Regions from separate parts of the Mus musculus genome. Here all the other regions are linked to region 1. The links are chromatin contacts, called in public HiChIP or PLAC-seq maps. All regions are on one chromosome and are shown on one strand. The core of a region is the stretch at or near the end of the contact, and the rest is flanking DNA. Distances in the headings are between cores, read along the strand shown.

The links. HiChIP or PLAC-seq counts read pairs in DNA pulled down with a chosen protein or histone mark.
Region 2: an H3K4me3 HiChIP or PLAC-seq map of bone marrow-derived macrophages shows a contact between it and region 1, with 5 times the contacts expected there. The contact joins two enhancer-like sites. A contact is called at or near these places in 3 of 115 datasets of contacts at active chromatin or transcription factors (bone marrow-derived macrophages, embryonic stem cells and memory CD8 T cells).
Region 3: an H3K27ac HiChIP or PLAC-seq map of embryonic stem cells shows a contact between it and region 1, with 3 times the contacts expected there. The contact joins two enhancer-like sites. A contact is called at or near these places in 3 of 39 promoter capture datasets (the 3T3-L1 cell line and 3T3-L1-derived adipocytes), 2 of 15 datasets of contacts at CTCF or cohesin (embryonic stem cells and pro-B cells), 10 of 484 Hi-C or Micro-C datasets (B cells, the Ba/F3 cell line, the N1E-115 cell line and 4 more), 6 of 115 datasets of contacts at active chromatin or transcription factors (the 230-238 cell line, T-cell acute lymphoblastic leukemia, embryonic stem cells and 1 more) and 1 of 9 other capture datasets (embryonic stem cells).

The regions. Positions count from the first base shown.
Region 1 is chr7:97,746,908-97,751,180 of GRCm38.p6, forward strand. No RefSeq gene overlaps it. Among named protein-coding and RNA genes, the nearest start is that of Aqp11, 11 kb to the left of the region's middle. Within about 2 kb of position 2,189, at least 234 of the 459 cell types and tissues checked have an H3K27ac peak or open chromatin away from gene starts, as enhancers often do. A contact at or near this core is called in B cells, the N1E-115 cell line, bone marrow-derived macrophages and 2 more, where this site is marked.
Region 2 is chr7:97,359,690-97,363,962 of GRCm38.p6, forward strand. No RefSeq gene overlaps it. Among named protein-coding and RNA genes, the nearest start is that of Alg8, 9.8 kb to the right of the region's middle. Within about 2 kb of position 1,977, at least 8 of the 459 cell types and tissues checked have an H3K27ac peak or open chromatin away from gene starts, as enhancers often do. A contact at or near this core is called in bone marrow-derived macrophages, where this site is marked.
Region 3 is chr7:97,427,470-97,431,742 of GRCm38.p6, forward strand. No RefSeq gene overlaps it. Among named protein-coding and RNA genes, the nearest start is that of Gm32945, 11 kb to the left of the region's middle. Within about 2 kb of position 2,507, at least 66 of the 459 cell types and tissues checked have an H3K27ac peak or open chromatin away from gene starts, as enhancers often do. A contact at or near this core is called in B cells, the N1E-115 cell line, cerebral cortex and 1 more, where this site is marked.

The DNA of each region.
Region 1 (4,273 bases), core at 939-3,438:
TTGCTACTGTTGTGAACCATAATGTAAATATCTGATACGTAGGATGTATGGTATGGAAATCCAGAGGGGTCGAGACCCACAGGGTGAGAACTACTTCCCTAGATGGCTCTACTATGAATGCAGGATAGAGGAATATTCTTCTATCCTGACATGCTGAGGAGGCTCAAAGGATGGACACAGTTTATCCAGTGACACAAAATTAAGAATGCAAACAAAAATGGCCGACTCAAAGCCTTGGGCTGACTTAGTGCACAGAGCAGTCCCTGGTTCTCTGCTGAGCCTCCAGGCCAGGTCCATCTGTTGTCTAACCCACAGCAGTACAAGCTGTGACTCCAGTGCTTATCATGTGCCAAACACTGAGTAAACCACAGAACACGTTACTTGAATATATCAGCATTCATGGGAGGTGTGAGGGCCCTGTGGAAAGCAGAGGAAGGTCAAAGGTGAAGCAAGAGGCAGAAGCCACTGTTCAGAGAATCCAGGAGGCTAGCCGAGTTCCAGCCAGAGAAGCCAGTACAGTGCTGGATGAAGGCCGACTCTGAAAACCCAGGCTTTTGGGCTGTATTCACCACCATCCACCTTCCCCATCTTACAGAACCAGTCATAACTCAGAGATAAGGAGGTGCCTGCATTCAGTGGAGAGAGAACTCAGCAGTTAAGAGCAATGGCTGCTCTTACAGAGGATTTGGGGTTGATTCCCAGAACTCACATGACGGCTCACAATTATCTGTAATTCCAGTTTCAAGAGGTCAGATGCCCTCTTCTGGCCTCCAAGGGCACCAGGCACACATCTGATACACAAGACATATATGCAGGCAAATACCCATACACATAAAAACATAATGAACATAATGAAATAATAGTTTTAGGAGTTAAAAACAAAACAAAATAAAAGCGTGCGTGTACACACACACACACACACACACACACACACACACACACGCACACGCGCACGCCTTCCAGGATCTCTTTACTGACTCCAGTTCCATGGTCTCTGTCACCCACATTAGTCCTGTATGTGACTTGATCTCTTTCCATGGCTGAACGGGAGCTTCCTCTCGCTGCTCTCTCTGCATTTCTTTCTAGCAGGTGGAGCTGTGGGAGAGTGACGAACTATACTAAAAAGACACTAGTACTCGGTATTTTGTAAGGCTCCAGCCTTGGCATTGTCCTGAGAAGGGGGATCCTGGCAGCCCGGGAGGTGTTAAAAAAAACAAACAAACAAACAAAAAAACAAAACAAAACAAAACAAACAAACAAAAAAAAAAACGTGAACCGAACTTTTTGGCCTTGCTTTCGTGGAAACATGCCCTCTTCCGCGAGCGAGCCGCTAGGTGGCAGGCGATACCCTAGCTCAGAGTGAGCTGCGTCCAACCGCAGTAGGAATTTTCCTCCTTGTACAACACAAAGCCAGACTTTTCTCTGCGGCCTGGCCACCAGAACATTCTGTCCCGCCAGAGGCCGGTGGTCAGGATCCACCCGCGTTGGGAGAACCTCTTCTGTTTGCACGGCTTGACGGAGAACACTACTGTTGATTTTATGGTGACTGCTACCTTGTAGCCTCCAAAACTTAGTGAGCCTGGGCCTGGGGAAGGCTGTCACAACTTATTTATTTATTTATTTATTTATTTATTTATTTATTTCCATTTTTTATTAGGTATTTAGCTCATTTACATTTCCAATGCTATACCAAAAGTCCCTCATACCCACCCACCCCCACTCCCGGCTGTCACAACTTTGAGGAGCAGGGATGTTGCTGGTGCGAAGGAAGCCTGGCTGCTGCTCCGGGCTCTTCTGCACAATGCCTCCTCCTTCTGGATCTAGAGCTTGTGCACCCTTGGGGAAGCCAGCCACACTGCATCCCTGCCAAGCTCTGTCTCGGGCCTATGGGTGCAGGGGAAGGCATTTGTGGTTTTTTTGTTATTGTTGTTGTGGGGTGGTGGTGGTTTGTTTTTGTTTTTGTTTTGTTTTGTTTTGTTTCCAACAGAACTCAAAGACCTGGAGACTGGGATTGTGTACATTGTTGGGGGAACTCTCCTGTGTGCACGGCTGTAGCGGGACACTTTGTGAAGCAGCGTCCACGTTCTCTAATTTAGAAAGTAAAAGTAAAAGGAGCTCAGTGTGGGCGCAAGCCTTTGGTTCCAGCACTCAGGAAATAGAGACAGGAAGAGCTCTGTGAATTTCAGGCCAGCCAGAGTTACACAGTGAGATCCTCTTTCTAAGTATCTAACTAGGGCTGGGGAGATGGCTCAGAGGAGAACCTAGGTTCCCAGCACACAGTGGTTGCTCACAACCACCGGTAACCCCGGTTCTAGAGGACCTGATCCATTGTCTGACCGCCTCGGCACACATGCAGACAGGACACTCATACACATAAAGTAAAAGACATAGATCTTAAAGGAAATTAGAAGGGACTGGGGAGAGCAAGTCGTGTTTTTTCAGGGGTGTTGACACTGGTTAGTTGTGCATGGTCCACAACCCCGCCCCGTGCTCCTGCAAGCAACCCTGACTGAACACAGCGTGGCTCCAGACCCAAAGTAAAGCAAACAAAAAGGCTCAGAAGTACCGGAGGGACTTGGGAAGATGAAAGCAGTCAACAGGCAGTAGGAGGGCGGGAAGGGGTGGAGGGGGCGGGTCCGAGAAAGTACTTTATGCAAATGTATGACTGTTTAAGAATAAAAAGATGAGTTTTAAAGAGATTTTTTAAAACTAACTATAGGTAAATAAATAGAGAGGATCTCCGATACACTTCCTGCTCCTAATTTATTCTTTTTACATGTAGATGAAACCCACATGCCTTCCTCTAGGGACCTGGAGATGGTGATCACGTCATCCACATATACACACACGTCATTGGAGACTATAGTGTGTTGGTCTGCACTCGGCAGTCAGAAAGTCAGAGGGATTGTCAAAGACCTGTTGGTGAATTTCGTCTCAGGTCTGTTCACTTTCACACATGAAGGAGCCTAGCATTTGTTGGATATAATCTGCTTCTTAGACAGGGCACATCTGCCTGCTTTAAATGCCTGGTATGAATTCTGTCTTATGAACATCTGTGACATAGCCCGTGGACATCTCCGTTTTACCCATGAGGAGGCTGGGCTTTAGAGCTCCTGTAACTTGAGCAAGGACTCCCTAACTAACGTCCAGTGAGTGGTTAAAGCTGGAGGCAGGATACAGAGCTGCCTAACCACAAAACCACCACAGCTATGAGCCTCCCACCTGATCCCCAAGGCAACTCAAGTCATGGTCCCCTCCAGTCATGTGCCATATACACTTTAGCTTAAAATTTCCTTTCAGGTATTCTAGCCCAAGTCCCTCCTATTCCTTAATTTTCTTTTCTTTTCCTCTTTTTTTCCCCCTTATCAAACCAGGATGATGTTTTGTGGCTCAGGACGACTTTGAAGTCAGGATTCCCTTGCCCTCACCTTCCGGGTGCTAGGATTACAGGTGTGCACACCCATGCCTGGTTTTATACCTTACTTGGGTTGCAGCCAGGGCTTCCAGCATGCTAGGCAAGCACTCTGTCAGATACACTTCATCCTTAGCCTAGTTTGTGGTTGTTTTGTGTTTTAACAGAGTGGTGATTTGTTTGTTATTTTAAGCGGAAGTCAGACTTCCTCCCAATAATGATCCATTATAAACTAGGACGCAGGAAAGAATTCATGAAAACCAATTGTAGATTTGGATGTTTGTTAGTATGTTTTTCTTTCTGGAATTAGTTCTTTAATTATACTTATTTATATTGATCAATTGCTGTGATTAGAATATCAAAAAGAATTCAAGAAGATAAAATTACCTTGTCTCATAGCCTGCATAATTATTTCAATTCTAAGTCATACCATATGTATTTACATTTCAATTCCAAATCCTTAACTTCAGATATTATATTTTTTACTTTTTTTTTAAGATTTATTTATTTATTTATTATATGTAAGTACACTGTAGCTGTCCTCAGACACTCCAGAAGAGGGAGTCAGATCTCGTGATCGGATGGTTGTGAGCCACCATGTGGTTGCTGGGATTTGAACTCCTGACCTTCGGAAGAGCAGTCAGGTGCTCTTACCCACTGAGCCATCTCACCAGCCCTATTTTTTATTTTTTTGTTTTTGCTTTTTATTTTGTTTTGAGACAGTCTCACTATATAACCATGGCTGTCCTGGAACTCCCTATATGGACCAGATTGACTTTAAACTCACAGAGATCCATTGGCCTCAAACTTAGAGATCCACATGCCTCTGCCTCCAGAATTAAAGGGCTTAAATTAGTAGGC
Region 2 (4,273 bases), core at 727-3,226, 390 kb before region 1:
AGGAGAGGAGAGGAGAGGAGAGGAGAGAAGAGGAGAGATTAAGGTCTTAATGTGAATATTGGTCTGGGATGAAAACTCTCAGTCCATAGCTTCATGGTAATAAAGGGCTAGGGGTAGACCCTGGAAGACTGTGTCAAGTTACAGGAGGTGGCTGGGGAGGGTATATTTGAGACATAGACAGTTTTATTAAAATTCTAGCATTCAAAAGTCTAAAGCAGGAGAAGGCCATTCTGGTCTTCAATAATGACTTCAAGGCTAGCCAGCCTGAGCTACAAAGTGAGACCTGATAATAATAATAATAATAATGATAATAATAATAATAACAATAACAATAATAAGACAACAACTAAGAAGAAGGAAAGGAAAAGGAGAAATAAATAATAAACACCACCAACTGCGGTGGGAGATGGTCAGAGCTTGCTCCTCTGGTTTCAAAAAGTGTGAAATCTAGAACCAAGTACAATACATGGCTCCTTCTGAAGACTGGGGTTCAAGTCTTCTTGAAAGAGATTCATGTTAAGGAAAGTGTTTTTATTGCACAGGAATTGCTGCTGTGCCACACCCCACACTTCAGTTTAACCATAAATGCCCGAGCCATTGTCAGTACCACTTGAGCCAGTACTCCTGGTCACTCTTCACAGTGGGGTAAGTGCCACCTTTCACCCCTGACGTTCTTCTGCATTGTCTTGCTCCAAAGACTCTGGCGCTGTGTGCGGTCTGGGGCAAGGGAAGTGAGTCCTTTGTACACAAACTTCATTCATTCCAATGTGTCGAGCCATCTTGATTCTTCAAAACCTAGCTCAGTCAGTCAGTTCCTTCTCCAAACACTTTTCCCCTTACATCCCTTCCTGGGTCCCTCTTGTTTATTAATTATTATTAATAGTAATGACATTAGGCCATTGTAAAGAGCAACACATCTTGCTAAGTCATATACAAACATAATTATCCAATTGACTCTTACAATGACCTTCTAAGACAGGTGCTATAACAAACAATGTATGGCTGAGAAAGCTGAAGCAAAGAAAGGGGATATCTGAGACATAGATTCCTTAAAATATATCACACGCCAAGGTCAGAGATCTGGTGAGTGACCAAATCGGGATCTGCACTATGCGTAGCCCTAGCGTTATCTATGGAGACACTGCCAGGATCCTTCCTGGAGGGACCCTGAGTGTCCTGGGACCATCAGGAGTGGCGAAGGGCCATGGCTTCTCACTGTCTCTCTAGGAAGCACCACCAAAGCCATTGCTACTGGCTTCTCTTCTAAATGCAAGTCCTCCTCCAACCCAGCTTTTATGTGTCTTTAGAATTTCTGGACTTGGCTTCTGAATAATCTTTGCAGGAGCAAGTCAGCAATTTGTGGTTTCCCGGCAAGGGCTCTGTGCTCCATTATAGAACTTGGCTTGTTTGCATTTCCATTATGAGGCAGGGCACCAGCCTGGGTCTCAATTACCCAGGCAACCTGAAGCTATTCTGGTTGAGTCCTGTGGTCAGTCACCTGCCCCGAGCCCTCTGAGTACAACCCACAGGATAGGACAGAAGATCCAGCCCCACTATCAGAAAGATAAAACCCAAGCAAATCTGTGATTCTTACTCAGAAAAAAACGACTGTTATGGTGGAGGTGTTTCATGTGTTCTTTTGGTAGTTAGAAGGTAGTAAACAAATAGGTTAAATCCAAAGTGGCAGTGTGGTCGGGTGAAGCAAGCACTCACACTGTCAGTACCGGCAGGCAGCAAACTAATGCCATCTCTGGGAAAAACAAACGGTACTGTTTCTTTTCCAACTGTGCAGACCCTCTAATGCAACACTTGCACTTGATAGGAATTCATCTTACAGATATCCTTGCATATTTGTGGTCTATGCACAAATATATTTGCTCTACTCACTTTTTTTAAGGTTTATGTATTATACATGCGGCATTATGCCTGCAGGTATACCTGCAGGCCAGAAGAGGGCACCAGATCTCATCAGAGAAGGTTATGCGCCACCATGTGGTTGCTGGAAATTGAACTCAGGACCTCTGGAAGAGCAGTCAGCGCTCTTAACCTCTGCACCATCTCTCCAGCCTCACTCTATTAGCTTTATTTCTTGTTTGTGCATACATGAACTTGTGTGTGTGTGTGTGTGTGTGTGTGTGTGTGTGTGTGTGTGTGTGTGTGTGTGTGTACACGAGTGTTTGGAGGCCAGAGGTCAACACTGGGTGTCTTCCTCAGTGGCACCTTCACATGTATTTATCTGCTTAATTATATTTGGGAGTGGTGAAATGGCTTAGCCACTAAGGGAACTTGCCAACAAACGTGGTAACCTGAGTTTGATCCTCAGAACCCATAGGCTATAAAAAGAGAACTGAATTCCACTGGTTGGCCTCTGAGTGTGGCATGCCTATGCACACAGACAGACAGAGAGACATACAGACATATAGGTAGATGATAGAGATAGATAAAGAAATATGTAAAATAATAAATAATAATAAATAAATAATAAATAAATAATAAAAATAAGATAAAGTAATTAAATAATTACTTTATCTTAAAATTTATTTATCTTAGTGCCTGTGAGTACCCCCAGCCCAGCCGTGGGGAAGGGGGTGTTTGGAGGAGGGAGCAGGGAAATGTGCTTGCTGCATAGGCCTGGCAACCTGAACTCAGATCTCTGGAGCCCGTATGAAAAAGCCAGATGCAGTAGTACACAACTGTAATCCCCAAGAAAACTCTCCCATGAAAAGAAAGCAAGAATTGACTCCTGAGGTGGTTCTCTGAATCCACACACACACAAAGATGAAGTAAGTAAATAATATTTTAAGAAATATATAAGAACCAGCAGATGGCTCAGCAGGTAAAAAAAAAATGGTGACAAAAGAACATACTTTATATTTGAAATTTAAGAGATCAAATTTTAGACATTCTGACTACATGAAATAAGTTTTAGCTTCATATCATCAGTCTACAATATATTCACATACCTCTCCAATATTTAAAATTATATGTTAATTAACATATTAATTGGGTGCACACCTGCAGTGTCAGTACCTGGGAGGCTCATATGGAAAGGCTGTAAGTTCAAGACCAGCCTAGACTGGAGATACAGCTCAGTTAATAGCATGCCTGCCTAGTATTCTGGAAGCCTTGGATTCAACCCCTACCACCAAATAAAGTGGGCATGGTGGTACTACCTTCAAGTCCAGCACTTGGGGAGTAAAGGCAGGAGGCTCTGAAGCTCACTACTGAGTCAATCCTTACAAAGCAAGCATTCAGCTCAGTGCATGGAGCACAGGTAAGGTACACATTTTTTTTGTTTGGTTGGTTTTTTTACTCTGGTTTTTTGAAACTGAACTTTAATCTGAAGCCCAGGCTAGCCTAGCATTTACTATGTAGCCTAGGCATGCCTTGAACTTGTGGCAGTCCTCCTGAGTCAGCCTCCTAAGTACCAGGATTGCATCCATGAGTCTCCATGCCCGTCAAGGTAAACATTGACATGGCTGTGTTTCCCAAAAATGTGCGGCCTATCGTGGAAGCAGAAACCTCAACAGAGGTCTAGTAAGAACTGTAGTTTGGATATGAAGAGGAGAAAAGAAGGGTTAGAAAATAAAGTAACAGAGCAACAGCTGGAGATTCTGAGGAAGCATGAGGCTAACAAGAATTCTGAGGGGGGTGAAGAGGGGGAAGGGAGAGGGAGAGGGAAGAGAGGGAGAGGGAGGAGAGGGAGAGGAGAGGGGGAGGGGAGGGGAGAGGGAGGGGGAGGGGGAGGGGAGAGGGGAGGGGAGATGGTCAAGTACTAATAGTAACAATAGCTAATGGTAACATGGTGCTATATGCTAGGAGATCCTGGGTGTTCCCATCTGTCTTAGTCAGGGTTTCTATTCCTGCACAAACATCATGACCAAGAAACAAGTTGGGGAGGAAAGGGTGTATTCGGCTTACACTTCCATACTGCTGTTCATCACTAAGGGAAGTCAGGACTGGAACTCAAGCAGGTCAGGAAGCAGGAGCTGATGCAGAGGCCATGGAGGGATGCTCTTTACTGGCTTGCTCAGCCTGCTCTCTTATAGAACCAAGACTACCAGCCCAGAGATGGTCCCACCCACAAGGGGCCTTTCCCCCTTGATCACTAATTGAGAAAATGCTTTACAGTTGGATCTCATGGAGGCATTTCCTCAACTGAAGCTCCTTTCTCTGTAATAACTCCAGCTGTGTCAAGTTGACACAAAACTAGTCAGTACACCATCTCATAACACACTTCACTAAACAATACTGAGGGGTGCGTACTGACATC
Region 3 (4,273 bases), core at 1,257-3,756, 320 kb before region 1:
GAAGCCCTGGCTTGGCTGTAGGTCTGACTGTCAGGCAACCTGGCTTACTGTAGCATGTCCTGCCAAAGACAAGTTTATAGGAGCCAGCTTTCCTGAGTACTGAACTCAGCCCAGTGGTCAGGGTTGAATCAACCCCTTTGTCCACTGAACTAACGTGCTGCCACAGATAAACTTATATTAAAACAATTGTCACACACCTGTGCGGTACCATGGTCTGGAGAGAAGGCTCAGTTGGTTAAGAGCACTGACTGCTCTTCCAGTGGTCCCGAGTTCAAATCCCAGCAACCACATGGTGGCTCACAACCATCTGTAATGGGATCTGATGCCCTCTTTTGATGTGTCTGAAGACAGCTGCAGTATACCCACATACATGAAATAAATAAATCTTAAAAAAAAAAAAAAACAGAACAGAACTGTGTGGTACCAGACTCTGAACATGAGACTGAACATGAGACTCTGAACTCAGAAACGGGATGCCCACACTCGGGGTACCCACAGGGTGGCATCCTAGCCCTAGTAACTTCACAACAGGATAAGGTCCTTGGAAAAGTGCATACTCTTTGCTTAGCCATAAAGAATGCTCCCTGCAAGGGTGTTACAGAGAAAGGGAAGGAGAAAGAAGGAAGAAATGAAATGTAGCCTCATATATTTAAGACAAATATATCCAACACAGAGCCATAGAGCTTTAGATTGGCACAGGGCTGGGCATGTGGCTCAGTGGAAGAACGCTTGCCTAGCGTGCATGAAAACCTGGATTCAGTCCCTGGCACCCAGAGGCATGTGTTAGCAATGCCAGGGCTTTGGAAGTGGAGGCAAGAGAGCCAGGAGCTCAGGGTCATCCTGTACTGCATAGTGAATTCAAGGCCAGCCCGAGCCATTTGAAACCTTATCTCAGAAACTAAGATAAAGATGGAGAGTGAATCTAGGAGGATATTGACATTAGACTCTGTCTTCTGTGCTCACACAAGTGCACAGTGGGCACATGCCACATACAGAAATATAAAAATATTTATTTTAAAACTGTGTGTGAATGTTTGTATGTATGCGTGTATAAATGTATATGTGTACATATATATGTACATGTGTGAGCATATATGTGTGTGGGTTATATGTATGTATATGTATATATGTGAGTATATATGTGTGTTTGTGTATGTATTTGTGTATGGTACATGTATGTAAGTTTATATGTGTGTGAGTATATATGTGTATAGTGTGAGTGTATATGTGTGTATGTGTGTGTAAATATACAGTGTATATATGTGTGTGAATGTGTGTGAGTGTATATGTGTATATGTATATGTGTATGAGTATATATATGTGTGTGTATATATGCATATTTGTCTATGTGTGTATATGTGTATATGTGTATGAGTGTATATGTGTGTATGTGTGTGTATGGGGGGAGGGTATGTACTTGTGAATGCAAGTGTTCTAGGAGTCCTCATCTCCCCTGGAACTGGAATTACAGGTTGTTGTGAGTCTCCGATCAGGGTGTTGGAAATCAGATCCACTGGAAGAGCAGGACTTGCTCTTAATCAATAATCTATTTTTCTAGCCCAAAATAAATATTTTTTAAAATGTAAATAAAAATAAAAATAAGGAGGTTAGGCATAGTAGTGCCTGCCTTTAATCCCAGCACTCAAGAGACAGAGGTAGATCTTTGTGAGTTCAAAGCCAGCCTGGTCTACAGAGTGAATTCCAGGACAGCCAGGGCTACACAGAGAAACCCTGTTTTAGCGGGGGTGGGGGTTGGAAGGTCGGGGGAGGGGAGAGTGCATTGCTCTCGCAGAAGATCAGAGTTCAGTTCCCATCACCAAGATCCAGGAGTTCACAACTGCCTCTAACCCTACCTGCTCAGGATCTTACACTTCTAGCCTCCTGGAGCACCCAAAGACACCCATGGACACACGCACTCAATTAAAAACAATCAAAATTAAAATGTTGATACATTTGGTAGGTGTGAATCCTCGGTTTCCATTCACAGTGCTTGGGGGAAAGGATACTGCAAACCAGGTATGGTGGCCCACACCTAGCAGCACAGCACTGGGAAGGCTGGGACAAAAACAAAGACAAAAAAGAGAAAGACCTTCCAGAGTGCAAGAAAAGCCCTATGATACCAGACAAGGACATAAATGTGCATGTGTGTGTGTGTGTGTGTGTGTGTGTGTGTGTGTGTGTGTGTGTGTGTGTGTGTGTGTGTACATGAACATTTAAAACAGTACAATTCAAATTTTCTGAGTGAATAAACATGTGACAGGGTGTGGTGCCAGTCTCAATTCCCCATGCTATTTAGAGTCACCTTGAATTTCGGTTCCACCCTTGGTAAACGGTTTTAACCATCTAAAATCCAGATTGCTCCCTCCCTACTAGCCTCCCCAACCCCCCACCGCCAAGCTTTCTTTGTGAAGTAAATTTTCTCAAAGTCTCAAAGTCTCTGGCAGGAGGCCAATTCCTGGTCTCTGCTCTCAGTGTGGAAGCCTAGTAATTGAATTCACCAGAAACCTGCCTGTCGCCATAGCAGCAGGGGTCATCAGCTGTAAGCTAGGTCAGGCTTCTGCCACGGGGCACCCTGGGTTGCCAACTCTGTGAAAACAGACAGCTTAAAATGTTTAAGGAAGCAAGCAATAGCTCTTCCCAGCTATGATGCCTGGGAATTAAAGCAATGAGCACAGCACCCGCAAGGTCGCTATAGTGGCACCTATACTTTAACAGGGGCTGAGAGTTCTCTAGTTGGACTTAAAGCCCATACAACATGAGGGAAATCATGTCTGCTCCTTAGTCAACTGCCCCAGACTAGTGAATCATGGCTCTTGGAGAACCTATACCTACCTTCTTACAAAATCAGCGTAATTCCTAACTACATTCTACATATTTATCCTATACCCACAGAAAGCATAGGTCTCATCCTCATCAAAGAAGTGTCTCCTTACAACAGACGGAGACCGTTACAAAAGCCCACAGATGATCTAACACAGAGAACACTCGGCAGTGTTGTTGAACCCAACAGATGCAACAACCCCTGCCCTGAGAACTCAGAACAGAGGAGAGGGTGAGAAGAATGTGGGAGACAGAGAGCCAGGAAGTTGGCTGTGAACATTTTCCCACTGACTGATCTTCCAAAGGTTCTGAGTTCAAATCCCACCAACCACATGGAGATCTGACACCCTCTTCTGGTGTGTCTGAAGACAGCTACAGTGTACTTACATATAACAATAAATACATCTTTAAAAAAAAGAATATTTGCCTCCTAGAAATGTCAGAGAGGCAACACCCGTGAAGTTTCATTGTCATGACTACCTAACCAGACCTGAACGAGGACACCAACACCAATTACAGACTGGCTAACATGGAAGAGGGGCCTCTCATGGAGCCTCAGTCCCAGAAAAGGAATTACAGCTAACAGCAGAATTAGTTTTCTCCAGGAAAGAGCCTCCATATTGGGTACCCAAAGACAAGAGGGCCTCCCTGAAAGCATACATATATTATATATATGTAATATATGTGTACATATATGTATGTAGCTTTTTATTTCTATATTTAGGAATATATATATATACATATATTCTTATATGTACATATATACTCATGTATATGTATATATAGTGTATATGTATGTCATAACAATTAAAGCAATAGAGGTCATGAATTTGAGAAGAAAAGCAAAAGGAGTTTGTGGGAAGATTTGGGGAGAGAAGGAAAGGAGGAAGAAGATGTAATTCTTGTGATTTCAGAAATATTTTTTTAAAAATTGTAAAACAACAACAACAAAAAAGGGTACTCCTGGAGTAGAGGCACACACCTTTGATCCTAACACTCAAGAGGTAGAGGCGGGAAGATCTCTGTGTGTTTAAGGCCAGCCTGATTTACATGTCAGAGCTACATAGTGAGACTTTGTCTCTCTCTCTCTCTCTCTCTCTCTCTCTCTCTCTCTATATATATATATATATATATATAATTATATAATTATATAATTATTTTTATGTTTATGAATGTTTTATCTGTCTGTCTGTCTGTCTGAGTGCCACATCCATGCTGGGTGCCATGGAGACCACAAAAGGTCATCAGAATCCCTAAATTTGGAGTTATGGACAGTTGTAAGTGAAATGACCAAGGTCATTTACAGACAGCGAAATGTATGCCATCTTGTTCTGAGGTGCAATGTTGGTAGAAATGGAGCAGCCCCTCCCGCTTCTTTATATCTGCCAAGACTCCAGCCAGCCCTGTCAGCCATTTCGTCCAGGGCCCCATCTCAGAGTGGCCAAGGGGTGTG